Linked DNA regions of Mus musculus: regions 2, 3, 4 and 5 are each linked to region 1. The links are chromatin contacts, called in public promoter capture Hi-C maps. All regions are on one chromosome and are shown on one strand. The core of a region is the stretch at or near the end of the contact, and the rest is flanking DNA. Distances in the headings are between cores, read along the strand shown.

What was found. Promoter capture Hi-C pulls out the DNA fragments that hold promoters and counts their contacts.
Region 2: a contact with region 1 is called in a promoter capture Hi-C map of liver, with 4 times the contacts expected there. The contact joins the promoter of 6720483E21Rik here to the promoter of Kcnq5 in region 1. A contact is called at or near these places in 3 of 39 promoter capture datasets (hippocampal neurons and liver).
Region 3: a contact with region 1 is called in a promoter capture Hi-C map of pre-B cells, with 5 times the contacts expected there. The contact joins the promoter of Ogfrl1 here to the promoter of Kcnq5 in region 1. A contact is called at or near these places in 1 of 39 promoter capture datasets (pre-B cells), 1 of 484 Hi-C or Micro-C datasets (pre-B cells) and 1 of 115 datasets of contacts at active chromatin or transcription factors (astrocytes).
Region 4: a promoter capture Hi-C map of pre-B cells shows a contact between it and region 1. The contact joins the promoter of Efhc1 here to the promoter of Kcnq5 in region 1. A contact is called at or near these places in 11 of 39 promoter capture datasets (the C10 cell line, cranial neural crest, embryonic stem cells and 8 more) and 2 of 115 datasets of contacts at active chromatin or transcription factors (astrocytes and extraembryonic endoderm stem cells).
Region 5: a promoter capture Hi-C map of pre-B cells shows a contact between it and region 1, with 15 times the contacts expected there. The contact joins the promoter of Mcm3 here to the promoter of Kcnq5 in region 1. A contact is called at or near these places in 6 of 39 promoter capture datasets (the C10 cell line, hippocampal neurons, liver and 2 more) and 1 of 484 Hi-C or Micro-C datasets (CD4 T cells).

The regions. Positions count from the first base shown.
Region 1 is chr1:21,960,569-21,963,268 of GRCm38.p6, reverse strand. It overlaps Kcnq5 (potassium voltage-gated channel, subfamily Q, member 5), which reads left to right and starts at 1,327. Exons shown (of 14, transcript NM_023872.3): 1 at 1,327-2,088. The coding sequence starts at 1,688.
Region 2 is chr1:20,889,085-20,891,784 of GRCm38.p6, reverse strand. 6720483E21Rik (RIKEN cDNA 6720483E21 gene) reads left to right here and starts at 1,312. Exons shown (of 4, transcript NR_040492.1): 1 at 1,312-1,677; 2 at 1,856-1,939; 3 at 2,130-2,309; 4 at 2,646-2,700. Paqr8 (progestin and adipoQ receptor family member VIII) reads right to left here and starts at 1,237. Exons shown (of 3, transcript NM_028829.4): 1 at 1,099-1,237.
Region 3 is chr1:23,381,747-23,384,446 of GRCm38.p6, reverse strand. It overlaps Ogfrl1 (opioid growth factor receptor-like 1), which reads left to right and starts at 1,272. Exons shown (of 7, transcript NM_001081079.1): 1 at 1,272-1,632. The coding sequence starts at 1,396.
Region 4 is chr1:20,950,195-20,952,894 of GRCm38.p6, reverse strand. Efhc1 (EF-hand domain (C-terminal) containing 1) reads right to left here and starts at 1,269. Exons shown (of 11, transcript NM_027974.1): 1 at 1,099-1,269. The coding sequence starts at 1,161. All of the region lies in intron 1 of Gm51618 (a long non-coding RNA gene), which reads left to right.
Region 5 is chr1:20,819,008-20,821,707 of GRCm38.p6, reverse strand. It overlaps Mcm3 (minichromosome maintenance complex component 3), which reads left to right and starts at 1,396. Exons shown (of 17, transcript NM_008563.3): 1 at 1,396-1,577. The coding sequence starts at 1,500. It also overlaps the pseudogene Gm20587.

The DNA.
Region 1 (2,700 bases), core at 78-2,577:
TGCACAGCGCTAGGGGTTAGTAGTGCCTACTGCCCAGAGGTTTGAAGGGAAACAAGGTCTTGCTGAGTAAGAACCAGGAAGAGGTCTTCACAAAACAATAACGATAAAAATAAAAGTAAAACTCTTAGCTGACGTTCTGACTGTAGAAAGCAGCTGTCTGTGGGCGTGGGTGTATGCACGGGGTGTATGTGTGGGTGTGTTGGTAGAGTATTATCTGCTATGGGTGAGACAACCAAGATAAGATTTTTGCCTTAGTGTTGGCTGGTATTCATGGAAGTGAAAAAAGGCTCAGGGATGGCCACTTTGCTACTGACTACCATGACTTTGTGTTGAAAGCATAGTTCAGTTGAACTTGGCGATTATTACTTTTTTTTTTTTAAATATTTGGGAGGAAGGCTGCTCTATTAGAAGGAGTTCCCAATCCTGGTGTCCTCTCAGTTTCCCCATCGCTGAATCTGTTGTTTAATTGCTAACAATATTTTTGAAAGGCGGAGTTCTGAGCCAGCAGCACCATAATCTCACTCTCATCCAAGAGAAGAGATGGGCTTTGGGGCGCCCATTTTCCAGAGGTGGTGGGGGATGCAGTCAGTGGTTCCCTTTTCTCTAACATTGTAAGTTACAGCATCCTGTCTGAGAGGCAGGTCCTGGACTCACTATCCTCCATGATCCCTCTCGAACTCCCTGGGGACGCCACAGTCGCGGCGGAGATTTAAGCAGTTTTATGACTTTCTTTCACTTACATGGAAATTTCTGGAAGGAGAGAAGTGGGCTCCTTTTCCCAGGCTGCTCTGTCAGGAGGAGCTCCCTCACCACGAAGGAGCTACTTTGGAGTTTTACGCCCTCCCCACACCCCACCCCTGGGGATGGGAAGGATGTTCTGCGACTCGCAGGCTTGTTGTCTGAGGCTAGGATGGAAAGTCACAGCCTGCAGGCTGGATTGAGTCGCGGGAAGCTGCTGGGTCCCTGCCTGGCTCTCTCCGGGTGTGTCCATTGAACTGCGGTGGGCTGGTCCCCAGCGCGGGAACCCAAGCGCCACTGCCAGAAGCTTAGCCCCCGCTGGCTCGCTCCTAGGCTAGCCAAAACCTGGAGGGTAGGACAGAACCTTTCCTGCCCACACCCATCACCCGAGGATGGCAGGACCAGGCGCGGCATAGCAGCGGGAGAAGCCCAGAGACCCGCTCGTCCAGTTTATTCAAGAGGCAGACTTCGCCCTCCGGACAGCTCCGAGTCCCAGGAAGAACCGAACCAAACTCATCCTGGGAGACCGACTTAGGGTCAAGCCGGTATTCTGCCGGGGTGCAGGGGACAGACAGACTCGAACCCTGCTGGGTGTGCACGCGTGCGAGCGTGCCTCCGGGCATCCCGCACACCCTCAGTCCCGTGTGCCGACACTCCTCGGGGAGGAGGGAGTGGCAGCCACCAGACTAAAGGAAAGCGAGGGACACCTCACAAAGTGACGCCCCCAACAGGTCCGGATTTGGAATTGGAAGCGGCAGAAATCCGGACCTCCCCGGGCCTGCTCCGCACACCCCGCCGCCCCCGCCCGGAGCCCCGACTCTAGGCTAGTCCGCCCCCCCGGGGCGCCCCGTCGGCTGCGGGTTTCCTCCTGCAGACCTGCCCGCGCACATGAAGCCGCTGCCCCCGCCGCAGGCGCCAGCGCCCCCCTCGCGGTGCCCGTGGTGATGCCATGCCCCGCCACCACGCGGGAGGAGAGGAGGGCGGTGCCGCCGGGCTCTGGGTGAGGAGCGGCGCGGCGGCGGCGGCAGGCGCGGGTGGGGGGCGCCCGGGCAGCGGCATGAAGGATGTGGAGTCCGGCCGCGGCAGGGTGCTGCTGAACTCGGCGGCCGCCAGGGGCGACGGCCTGCTGTTGCTCGGCACCCGCGCGGCGGCGCTCGGCGGAGGCGGCGGCGGCTTGAGAGAGAGCCGCCGGGGCAAGCAGGGGGCCCGAATGAGCCTGCTGGGGAAGCCGCTCTCCTACACCAGCAGCCAGAGCTGTCGGCGCAACGTCAAGTACCGGCGGGTGCAGAACTATCTGTACAACGTGCTGGAGCGACCCCGCGGCTGGGCGTTCGTCTACCACGCGTTCGTGTGAGTACCCGCGCCCCCACTTCCGACCCCGTGTGCCCCTAGCCATGCCCTCTGTTGGGGAGCCCCGGGGCGCACTTGGCGCCCGCGCCCTGGCCTTAGGCGCGGAAACGCGTGCGCGCTCACACGCAGAGCTACACACACGTGGTGGTTTTTATTTCTTTGCACGTGTTGCCATCGGCCCTCTGGAGCCCTCAATCTCTCTCGTCCCACCTCTCGCTCTGGTTCACATAGAGCCCTTTTGCCCCAAAGCACCCAAGGGACTAACGGGTCAGTTCCAGGTACCTGGGTGATTGAAGGCAGAAGCCGGACTTAGGCGACTCAGATAATCGGGAGCGATTAGGTCCTGATATGCGGAAAGTTAACTGAGTGGGGCGCCCAGGAGCTGGGGATAGCTCCGGGAGGTTGTGCACCATCCCGAGACTGGAGAGACTGGGAGGGCATGACCGGGTGGGATGGAGTGGCGAGGAGAAGGTTAAGAGTGGGTCCACAGTCAGCTCTGGGGTCAAGCAGAGGAAGCTGCTACGTGATGGAGAGAGAGAGAGACTAGGTTGTAAGCGCGCCCGGAAACACGCCTGGCCACCATCACAGCTGTCATCAACGGAAAATCTGTCA
Region 2 (2,700 bases), core at 63-2,562, 1.1 Mb after region 1:
AAAAGGTAGATATCCCGTGTGTATCGGAAATCTCACTTGAAGACCATTCCTTTCACCTTAGTCTCTCCTCGTCGCACCCCCAAGCAAAACCATTTCTAACCCAGGTCAGAAATATGAGGTGCAACGTACGCAAGACAAAGTGCTCACCAGGACCAAGGGTCTCTCTAGTATTCCTGGGTACCTATAACTACTCAGAGAGTTGAGGCAGTTGGCTGCTTCCTTGCTCTTGGCAACTGATCACCCTTTCATAGGTCCCCCAGTACTCCTAGACTCGCGAACGCTGCTGGGTCCTCACTTGTCCTGTCTAGGGTTCCTCAATCTGCTGTCAAGGGAATACCCTCTTGAGGTGTCCACGGCCACCTCCACTGAAAGGACAGCATTCTCAACTGGCTGATATACTCCCAGCACTGTCCCGCCGGCCACCTCCGCCCCTTTGTGCTTTCCCACCGCTCGGTCTACCATAGCCTCTAAATCTGAAACCTACAGCTATCAGCACAACTCTCTGCGGTGTCTCCTTGGAGAATCCCGCTCCATCTTCCTCAAGAAGTTCATGCCTCTCTCACCTTACTCTTTCCGGGAGGGGGGTTCCCCTCTCTTGGGCACCCCCTTCCGCCCTGTTCTTCCTCTACTCGGCATTCCCCTCCGGGATTCCGTTCCCCTCTGCCCTGTGGAGGGCGCCCCAAGAATGCGCACAGGACTACTCCTCCTTTACATCCTTCCTCTCCGGTTCTCTGGGCTCAGACACCCTCAATTCACGGTCGTGACATCTACTTCAAATCCCCGCTCCCCAGGCTCCTCACCATCGCAGTCCGGATTTCCTAGCCCTTCAGGGCTCTGCAGTTCCCCAACTCCACGGTTTGGACTGTCTGCTGTGCATTCTGAAAGCCGATATTAAAACTCTAACATTGGGTCCCAGCTCGGGCCGCTAGGTTCCGGGCACCTGGCAATGAGGGTCTACATCCTCCCTACAGGTCGGGTCAGGCGCTCCTCTACGCCGAAATCCTGACGTCCCCGCCTCCCGGCTCTGGCAGAGACTCCCCAGCATCTCAGTGGAGACCTGCACCCTGCCCGACCCCCACCCCCACAGTCGGGACTTACGAACACCAGCGCGGCCGAGCTCCTGCAGCCCAGCTCCGCCAGCCGCACTCCCGACTCCAGCTCCGGGAGAGCTCTTTCTGAGCCTCCCCGACCGCCGAGGGCTCTGCACCCGAGAGCGGCCGGGAGGAGGGGACAACCCGGATGGCGACGCCCAGCTCCGCCCTTTCCCGGCCCAGGGGAGGGCTGCCCAGCCCGGTGCACACTCTGCTGCTACAGCCACCGCAGCCCAGCCGAGGAAGTTGACTGACGCCGCTTCCTTCCATCCTTCCACCCACCTTTAGACCCTCGCACCCACCCCCAGACCTTCTTAATTGCAAACCCCTCGGGGGCTTGAGACAGCCAGGGATGCGGTTTGCGCTCTGTGTTCTTTCCCAAAACCATTTCCTAAATCCCTTGGGGGGGGGGGGGTGGATAAAAAAACTTCATCTGCCATTTCCAATCCTGGCCTTCTTTCCTCTCATTGCTCTAGGGTGAACTCGGTATAATGCCCAGGAAATCACGCTGTGCATCCCATGAAGGCCCTGCGGACACATTTTCACATCCCCGTGCAAGACTCATACTTCTGCTGCGGTTGCATGTGTGAGTGCATCATGCATGTCACTGGACACACGTATGCTGTGCCAAGCAGACCCCTCTACCCGCCCCACCCCACCCCCATGTAACCTCCATTCACTAAGTCTGCCCGCAGTGACTGCAGTTGTTCTTCACCCACAATACACCCTGTATGCACCATAATTTTTTTTTTCAATCCATTTAGGAAGTAGGACCATCAGTTAACAAATTGAATTGGCTTTGCTGCTGAAAAGCTGCCAGCATCGTTCAGAAGAAAGGGAATGGAAAGGTCAGATCCCGGGAAGATGGCCTGTGTCAGCTCGCCTGTACGAAGAAGGCCCATCTTTCCTACTGTTCTGAGACAGTTCTGGACTGAGTTTGGGCTCTTTTCATTTAAACCCACCCTGTTCCAGGGAAGAATCTAACCATGTTTTTACCATTCCCAGTATTTAAAAATCTGTTATTTGGTGTATCTTCAGCAAAATATCTGGAAGCAAAGTGAACTGTTCATACAGTGGGATTTCGTTCACTCCGTAAATGAAGATGTTTGGATTCTGGGATGTTATGGGCAGGCTGAAGCAGATTCGGACCCCGAGAGAGTCCAGGGACCTGTCTCAGTGCAGGGCTTTCCCCACAGGACAGTGACCCGGTGTGCAAAGGTGCGTGCGAAAGCTCAGGAGGCTCTGGGATGCACCTGCTGCCTTAGCTTGAAGATGTCCAGGCTGCCCTTGTATCCTGGGAAGCTGTGGCCGTCCATATTAGCCAATATTTCTTATTTTAGCCAGAGACCTCAGCCATAAAGTGATACTATAAGAGGAAGGAACCCCTGCCACCCTCTGCCCCGCCCCCACACATACATTTCTACTCAGACCTAAACTAGAAACAATATTAAAAGTCCCCAAATCTGAGGGTCTACCCTAAGGTTCATGTCAGCTGATGTGAGCCACATCAGTAACCATAGAGTACATGAAGTGCGTCTCCTTCTGTTCTTGCAGCACCTTCCACCCCGGGAGAGCTCCTTTATCTCAAATGGAGTCCTATGAGAAGACT
Region 3 (2,700 bases), core at 23-2,522, 1.4 Mb before region 1:
AACTCCCTACCTCAGACAGGTATGAACACCCCTCCCCCAATAATACTGTCAAGTTCTAATTTTGTTTGGATCTGACAAGGACTTCATCCTAATATCATCAGTTTTTATGAATGAATATCTGACCAGAACGTTCTTTTTGTGTGGCCCCTGATAGTCATAAGGTCATTAAAGGTGAAGCTAGATGCCATTCCAGAGAGAAAAACCTGGCTTCATTTTGAAGATGAGGAGACTACCGGGGTCTCAAGAAGTTACGTGACCTGTCCAAAGCCAGAAACTGCTAGTAGAGTCACACCCTACTGTGAAGTTTGGAAAGAAACAACCACTGATTTATCTGTGGAGAGGCATCTTCTAGCCAAATCTTCCTTAAGCAATACCCATCTACCTGGATTTGCAATCTATTTAATTACTAGTTCTGAGTACAATTGATGCATCTAATAAAACTAACCCATGATCCCAGGCAATGTCCCACGGCAGAAAAAATCCCATCAAGACTCAGGTGCAGGCATCGGGCCACTAGCTCCTGGAGTTGGTTTCACGCTCTGCCATTTTCAGATGCTTTGGTTGTTATTTTGCCTAGAAGTATTCTTACAGCAGGTTTGCCTCTGGTCCTTAGAACCATAGTCTTCAGCACTCCACTTAGAACCAGCCTGTTCATTGTATAAATGCCGACGTTTTTCTGCCCAGAGCACAAATGTGGACTACTCACTGATGAAATAAATGTGCTGGCCTAATTCTTCTTGCTCCTTTGTTTCGAGAGAAGTTTGCTTTTAAGATGAGGGGACAGAGAGCTCTGACTTTTATTTTATAGACCGCAGGGATTCTAGGTGGCCTTAAGTACTGTTCCCGAAGCTTGGATTTCCTGTTTAGAGGGTGCACTGTCAAGATTAGCTTTTGTCTTCTGCTGTGGCTAATTTGTCTTCCTCTTGGAGCAGCCAGTGGGGGCGGGGGTGTGGGCAGGACCGGTCTGCTGATGGAGACACCTCCTTCCACTCTCTGACCTGGGCGGGATCAGGCTTCTCGCTTGGCTGGGAGGAGCCCCAAGGGGGCGGATCCCGGTCCACAGGGGGCGGGGCAGCTGACCCCTGGCCACTCCCGGGGACCGTGGAGGGGGGCGCGTCCCGGTGGAGCTGGTGCCGCGCGCTCGGGAGTGGGTTGGCTTCGCTGGGGCGGGGCGGGGCAGGGCGGGGCGGCGGCGGGATGGGCTGGCTGGGACGCGTGCGGCGGCGGCTCCGGGGGGCCCGGCTCCTCCCCGCCTGTGCGCCGGAGCGCCGGCGGCCGCGCTGAGCTGTGCGGCGCGGGCCGGGCGAGCAGCCGCCTGCGCCCCGAGCGAGCGGAGCGCGGCCATGCCCGGGCCCTAGCGCGCTACCGCAGCCCGCGCCCGCCGCCGCCTCTTCAATGGGCAACCTGCTCGGCGGGGTCAGCTTCCGCGAGCCCACCACCGTGGAGGACTGCGACTCCACCTGGCAGACCGATTCGGAGCCCGAGCCCGAGCAGCCGGGGCCGGCAGGCGGTGGCGAGGGCCAGCAGCACGACGAGCCGGAGCAGCCCAAGCAACCTCCCGAGAGAGCCGGAGGGCGGCCCCGCGCCAGCCCCGTGCCCGAGGACCACGCCGAGGCGGCGGGCGCGGAGCAGGTACGCGGCCCCGGGACCCACGGTGGGCCCGGCGAGGTCGTGCTCCCGGCGCCCGGGAGGGGACTGCCCCCGGGGATGCAGGGCGGGATGCTCGGCGTGCTTGGCCCGGGCACCCGACCTAAGGGAGCCTGCGGTGCCCAGGTGGCTAGCTGCTAGCCCAGGGGGCCTTGCTGTGAACCTCGCAGGGAAGTCTCCCCAAGGCAGACCCCGACCCCACTCGGTGTTCTCTTTGCCTCTGCAGCGCAGCTGGGTGATGCGAAGGTGGGGTGGGAGGAACTAAACTAAAAATAGAAGATTGTGAGGAGGACCCGGCCAGTGCCTGTTATTGATTTTTTTTTAATTTTAATTTTTTAAAAAAAGATTTAAAATATTATTCAGAGCAAGACAACTGCAGTTGTGAAGCGGCCCGCAGCCTCCCCCTCCCAGCGAGGGTCCAACGGGCATTAAAAGTATCACAGAAGGTTCCTGAGCAAACTTAAAATAACACCGTTCATTTCCCCAAGAGAAACCTTTCAACGACTTGAGTATTCCTTTAACATTTACGTTCACCCAGAAGACTTGTTGATCCAACCAAGCTTAAGTCAGTTGACCAATACAATTAGGTAGATAGGTTAGAAGAGAGATAGATGGCGTCCCTTAACCTCTTGTGGCTTCAGAAACTTTTAAAAGGAGGAACTGTATATTTTTAAAGAAGTCTGCACCGTTTAAGGTTGGTGGTTCTGTATTAGGCCTCCCTCTTACAACTTGAAGGAAAATGGAGCCCAAAATCCAATGTGACTTTAGGGGAAGCATCACCTTTCCAGGAAGTCCGAGCCTTCCCATCCAGGTTAATTGAGCGTGTTATTGAATGGAATGCAATTTCCAGGTGTGCGGTCCGTTTTAATTCCCCATTTTGGAGAACTGTGAGCCTTAAAGGAAATCTTGCCCAAAGCATACGAGGAGAAAAGTATGTCTGTGGCCAAAGTGAGGGCCTTGGCCCTGCTAATGAGATCTTGGCCGCCCTTGTCTTCTGTTCCCGTTTGTATTTTGCACTTAGTGTTATGTGCTCAACCCCAAAACAATAGCGCA
Region 4 (2,700 bases), core at 20-2,519, 1.0 Mb after region 1:
ATCAGGTAAGGGTCAGTCTAGCTAAGCGTCTTGCTTGGGTATTAAGGATCTGAACTCCACTCCTCTTATGAGAGCAGCAAGTGCTTTATCCTCTGAGCCACTTCCTTTTCACGAAGCTCCTGTTCTGTCTGGTTTGGATCTGCTGTCGTTTGGAGACAGTGACTAGCTATGTAGCCCAGGCTAGACTCAAATTGGCCACCCGTATGCCTCAGCTTCCTGAAAGCTGAGATTACGAATGTGCATCGCCACCCTGGACTTTATTTAATTTAATATTTAATTTCATCTAGATGATGACTATAAACAGTTGGGGCAAAGGAGTAAAATGCAATCTGAACGGGAGCCCTGTGTGTTGGCATGTCTTTAATCCAAGCAGTCTGCAGGCCGAGGCAGGTGGTTCTCAGGTTCAAGGCCAGCCTAGGCTGCAGACAAGATAAAACAACAACCTCCCCCCCCACACACACACACAGTCTGAAAATGAATCATGTGTGTAAGTACACACACACGGGCTACAGAAAGAGAAACATTAAGTGGTTCATTCCTATGGTTGAGACGGAAGAAATACAAGGAGAGGAGGAAGAATGCTTTACAGAGAAAAACTACAAGAAAACCAGCATGTGGGGGCGGCGGGAGGTGGGGGATTCAATTCTAGGGAAGGCTGTAGCTGGAGAGAAAAGTGACCCTTAACTCAAAAGGCCAGAGACTGGGGTGGGGACCCGTCAGGAAAGGAGTACGTGGAAAAGATGCATACACATAGAGGAAAGGGGTTGAAGGGCAGTGACCCTGAGGATTCAGAAGCGGTGAGACAAATCCAGAATGAGGCTGCTGTGGAGAGACGGTAGGAGAGGATGAAGGCGCTGAGTAGGGTTACAGTGCAGCTGGGGAGAGGCCTGGAGACAGCCTGGGGTAATCGGGCCAGAAGGCAGGTAGATGGGGCAGTAAAGAAAGAACAGGGCCACGGTGAGGACCCAGGAGGGTGAGTGGACTACCAAGAGGCCAAGCAAAATCGGCAGAGGCTGGGATGCGCGAGGACGACGGAGCCTGCGGAATGAAGGAGCGCAGAGGCGAGCCAAGTGGAGAACCCTTCGGGCTGGCCCTCACCGTGGAGTCTGTAAAGGACGAGCCCGGGAGAAAGGGCAGGCCGTGCACCGGGTTGGTCCCCATCGCTGCCCTGCAGCTGCCACCTCGGTTGCCTTTTGCCGCTCGGGTTACCCTGGCAACAAACTGCACTCGCGGGCCTCTCCAGACTCCCTGGTAACGCCAAACACACTAGTCGAGAGAGGGGAGGAGCGGCGGGGAGGAGGGGAGGATGTTAGGGGGCGGGGAAAGGGAGGCGGAGGCCAGGTCTGCGCCTGCGCACAGCACTACTGACTCTAGTGGCCACAGGACGTGGCTAATGGGTGTGGCAGAGGCGGCTCCGCCCCCTTTCTTTCCCATACTTTTCCCTTTCTCCTCAGCCCCCACTTCCTGGCTCCCAGAGGATGCAACCTAGGGGTGGGCTGAAGAAAGCGGATGTTCTTAGGCCTTGGCTCGCGCAGTGAGGTCTGGGATTGGACCACGTCCCTTTAGATCAGTTGTTACAAAGAAGTTCCTTGCTCCACGTTAGTCCTCCCAAGAGCTCAGGCACCCTTTCTCTGGGGAAAGAGCTGCTGTCCTAGTCCAGACACAATGTACAGTGGTTGCTCCCCAGTGAAAGCGCTAAATACTTCAGACTCATCAAATTATGAGGCAAGGGCTGTGGATTAGATTATAATCGACTGCATTTTCGTTGCTCAGACTTGATCCGATTTGAAGCCCCAGTCTTTCCACGGCTTCCTGGTCCCCTCTTAGCTATCTGTTCCACCGTAGATTCCTATAGATTGTGTGCTGAGGTCTCAGAACTTTACTGGGTATCTGTTGACTGAAAAGCTGGAGAGTGCCTACGCCTACCTTAGTCCTTGCTTTATAGCTATAGCATCAGTGATACATAAGAACCACAGAGGAAGAGAGAACCTTCAAAGAGAGACCGAGTCATGAGAAAGAAGTAATTCAGGGGAGTGAAATATTGTCAGGGTCATGTGTACTGCAGAGTATAGCATTTTCTGGACAACTTTTTTTTTTTCCTTTAAAAAAAAAGTGACCCCATTCCTGAAAGATCATCAGGAAAAGAAAGAAACCAAGAGTCTGTCAGCATGGGGAAATAAAAGGGAAGCTAAGATGCCCAGAGATTTTTTTCCATTATGTCTCAAATTTCCTAGGAGTTTGGTCTTTATAACATGTTTTCTGACCTAGGAATTTAGAGAAACGGTAGAGTAGTAAGCCTGAGGGAGAGTATCATGGGTCATTTGCTGCCACCAGTTAAGATGGCAGCTGCATTAGTCAGGGTTCCCTAGAGGAGCAGAACTGATGGAATGAATAAACACATTGATTGATGTTGGCTGTAGGTGCCGAAGTAAATAGAGAAGCTTACCAAGATGCTAAGCCTTCATTTTCTGAAGGGGCAAGAGGGTTCATCCTTCTTGGAAAAGGCTGGCATCCCGCTAGCTCACTCCAGTGACTTTGTTCAAATATTATACAAGCTTAATTGGGGCTGGGAAGGTTCTAGCTACCAAAGTTATCTTGCCTTTGCTGCCCATGAGAGCAGACGAGCCTTTTGATCACTGCTAGCTATAATCAAAAGTAAGAACTCCAGGTTTGCTAGGAGCACCTTAAAACCAAGGTTGG
Region 5 (2,700 bases), core at 147-2,646, 1.1 Mb after region 1:
GCTGTGCAGAAAGCTCAGATGATGATCTGAGGGCATAACCCTTCCTTCACACAGGACTTCACCTGCTTCAGAAACTCCTCAGCCAGCAGGATCACCACGGTGGTGCCATCACTAGTGTCAGTGTCTTCGGATCCGGCAATGTCCACTAAAGTCTTTGCTGCAGGATGTCCACCATCGAGGAGTTTCAGAAGTAGAAATTGTTGTTTTGCCTTGGCCATCCACAATAAGTTGCCATGAGGACCCAGGGTGGTCTTATAGCCCCAGCAATCACTTGGCAAACACAGACAATGTTACTCACGAGCTGTTACTCATGAGTTGAGGAATGCCTTGAGAGCTATCAGTCCCCTCTTTCAACAGGATAACATGGTGGGCATCATCTTGGAAGCGGCATCCGGTACCCATAACTCATCTGTTCTCCACTTCAGGGTCGCCCACTCCAAGTGTTTTCTTTGGGCTGGAGACAGAAAAAAAGGAAGTACTTTGTATACTTTGCAATGCCTTGATTTTGACTGTTTCTGCATGCTGCTTTCCAGGCAGCCTCTTAGCAATTATTTCACCTTGTAAATCAGCCTTGGCCCATTAGTGCCTAAGGCAGAAAGCCAACAGATAGCAAGCAAAGCAAGCATGTGAACAGCAGTGGAACCCTTAGATATACTAACTATGCTTTTTTTTTTTTTAACAATCTGATTTTCTGCTTATCTATCTCATGACCTTGTGAAAGTGGGGAGAAATACGAATTATATATCTCTGTGTCTTCAAGGTTACAGATCAAGATACAGCAAATCAAGGCTGTGTTAAAGGCAATAGCATGATTCCGTGAATAAAATTTGTCTTTACACCATTTCTAACTTGCTCTTGGAATACTAGTGATGGCTTACTGGAGAATTTTGAATTCAGATTCCTCATTTTGTATAGGAGGAAATGAAGGCTAGAAGACAAAGTGTGTTAGAATCAATAATATGGAGGCTAAAGAGATGGGTCAGTGGGTATCCTGTTCGTCTTTCAAAAATACAAGGTGGAGAAAGATTGAGGAAGACACCGGATATCAACCTTTGGCCTTCATTTGTACCTGTGCATATGGGGTGCAAACTTAGACCTCCCCCCTCAGTAAATCCTAACTTCCGATTTGACAAAACTTCCTACAGGCAAAGAAAAAAAAAAAAGAAAAGAAAAACAGGGGGTGAGGTGGGAAGGACCACAACTCCCAGAATGCAGTGCTTCCTAGCCTTCCTGTTGCTCAATTTCCAGGGGGTGGGTTTTGAGCGTCCTCTCTGTACCATTGGTCAGACTTCCTATTAGGGCGGAGAAAGTGACCATTTCTCTCCAATCCAGGCACGGAATGAAAGGCTATTGAAGTGGTTAGCCAATCATAACGCGTCTCTGCTCCATGCTTCCTCCACCATAAACTTCCGTGGCGGGAAAACTTGGGAAGTTTTGGCGCCAAGGCGGTGTCACGCGTTTCCGGACTGTTTGGTGGCCGGCGATTTCGGAGCTGCGACATGGCGGGCACAGTAGTGCTGGATGATGTGGAGCTGCGGGAAGCGCAGAGAGACTACTTGGACTTCCTGGATGACGAGGTGAGGCTCGGGCCGCGAGCCCGGTGCTGGGGTCCCGCGGGTGACCGGGCACGGCTGAGGGGGTTCCCGCGGGTGACCGGGCACGGCTGATGGGGTTCCCGCGGGTGACCGGGCACGGCTGATGTGGTCCCCGCGGGTGACTGGGCACGGTGCTGGGGTCCCGCGGGTGACCGGGCACGGCTGAGGGGGTTCCCGCGGGTGACCGGGCACGGTGCTGGGGACCCCGCGGAGGACCAGGGCCGCTGATAACTTCTTTTCTCTGCAACTTCCTGTTATCTTTTTTTCTCTCCTAAAGATGTACCTCCAGATTTTAAAAGTTACATTCTTTTCATGTATTAGTTTCGTTATGAAATTTCATAAACACATAATGTATTTTGGTCATATTTCTTTCTTATCACTCCCTCTTATAATTACTGCTACTGATCCCCATAGCCTACTTGACATGGTACCCAGGCCTTGTGCTTGCCGTCTTCCTCTGAGCAGCCTATTTTTCTTGAAACCTCTTACATTAGGATATGTTAACTATACATACGGGTTACATTATGAAACTTCATAAGCACATAATGTATTTTGATCATTTTCATTTTCTCATTATCTCCTCTTGTCATTTTCTTGCTCCTGTATATCTTCATGAGTTACTAGGGTTTTCTCCAAAGTAATTTAGTTTGTCTCTAAATTCATGTGTTCCCCCCAAACCCCACACAACTTGCAAGGAGACTGGTCAGGTGTAAACAGGCTCTTCTTTGGAAAAGCTAATGTAACTGGCTCAGAGCCCTCAGATTTAATGACTGGCCTGATGCTGGTGAGGGTAGGAGCGAGACTAACAATTTATGACAGCTCTCTTTTTAGTGAATCAAGTGTTTTGTATGCAGGTAAAATGGGTTTAAGTGTAATCCAAAATTTAAAGCTATAGGATGTTGATGAGCCCTGGAAGTTTGTTGATCAATGAAAAGCAATTTAAATTTGAATTTTAAGAGTATTTAAATTACATTTCAAATATACATCATGATTTTGAAATATGTCTACAGTCAGGTGTGCTAACATCCAGATTTTAAAGTTAAATTTTCATATTGCAAGTTTTTTTGTTTGTTTTTACTAAGTCTTTAAGACTTAGGCCATTCTA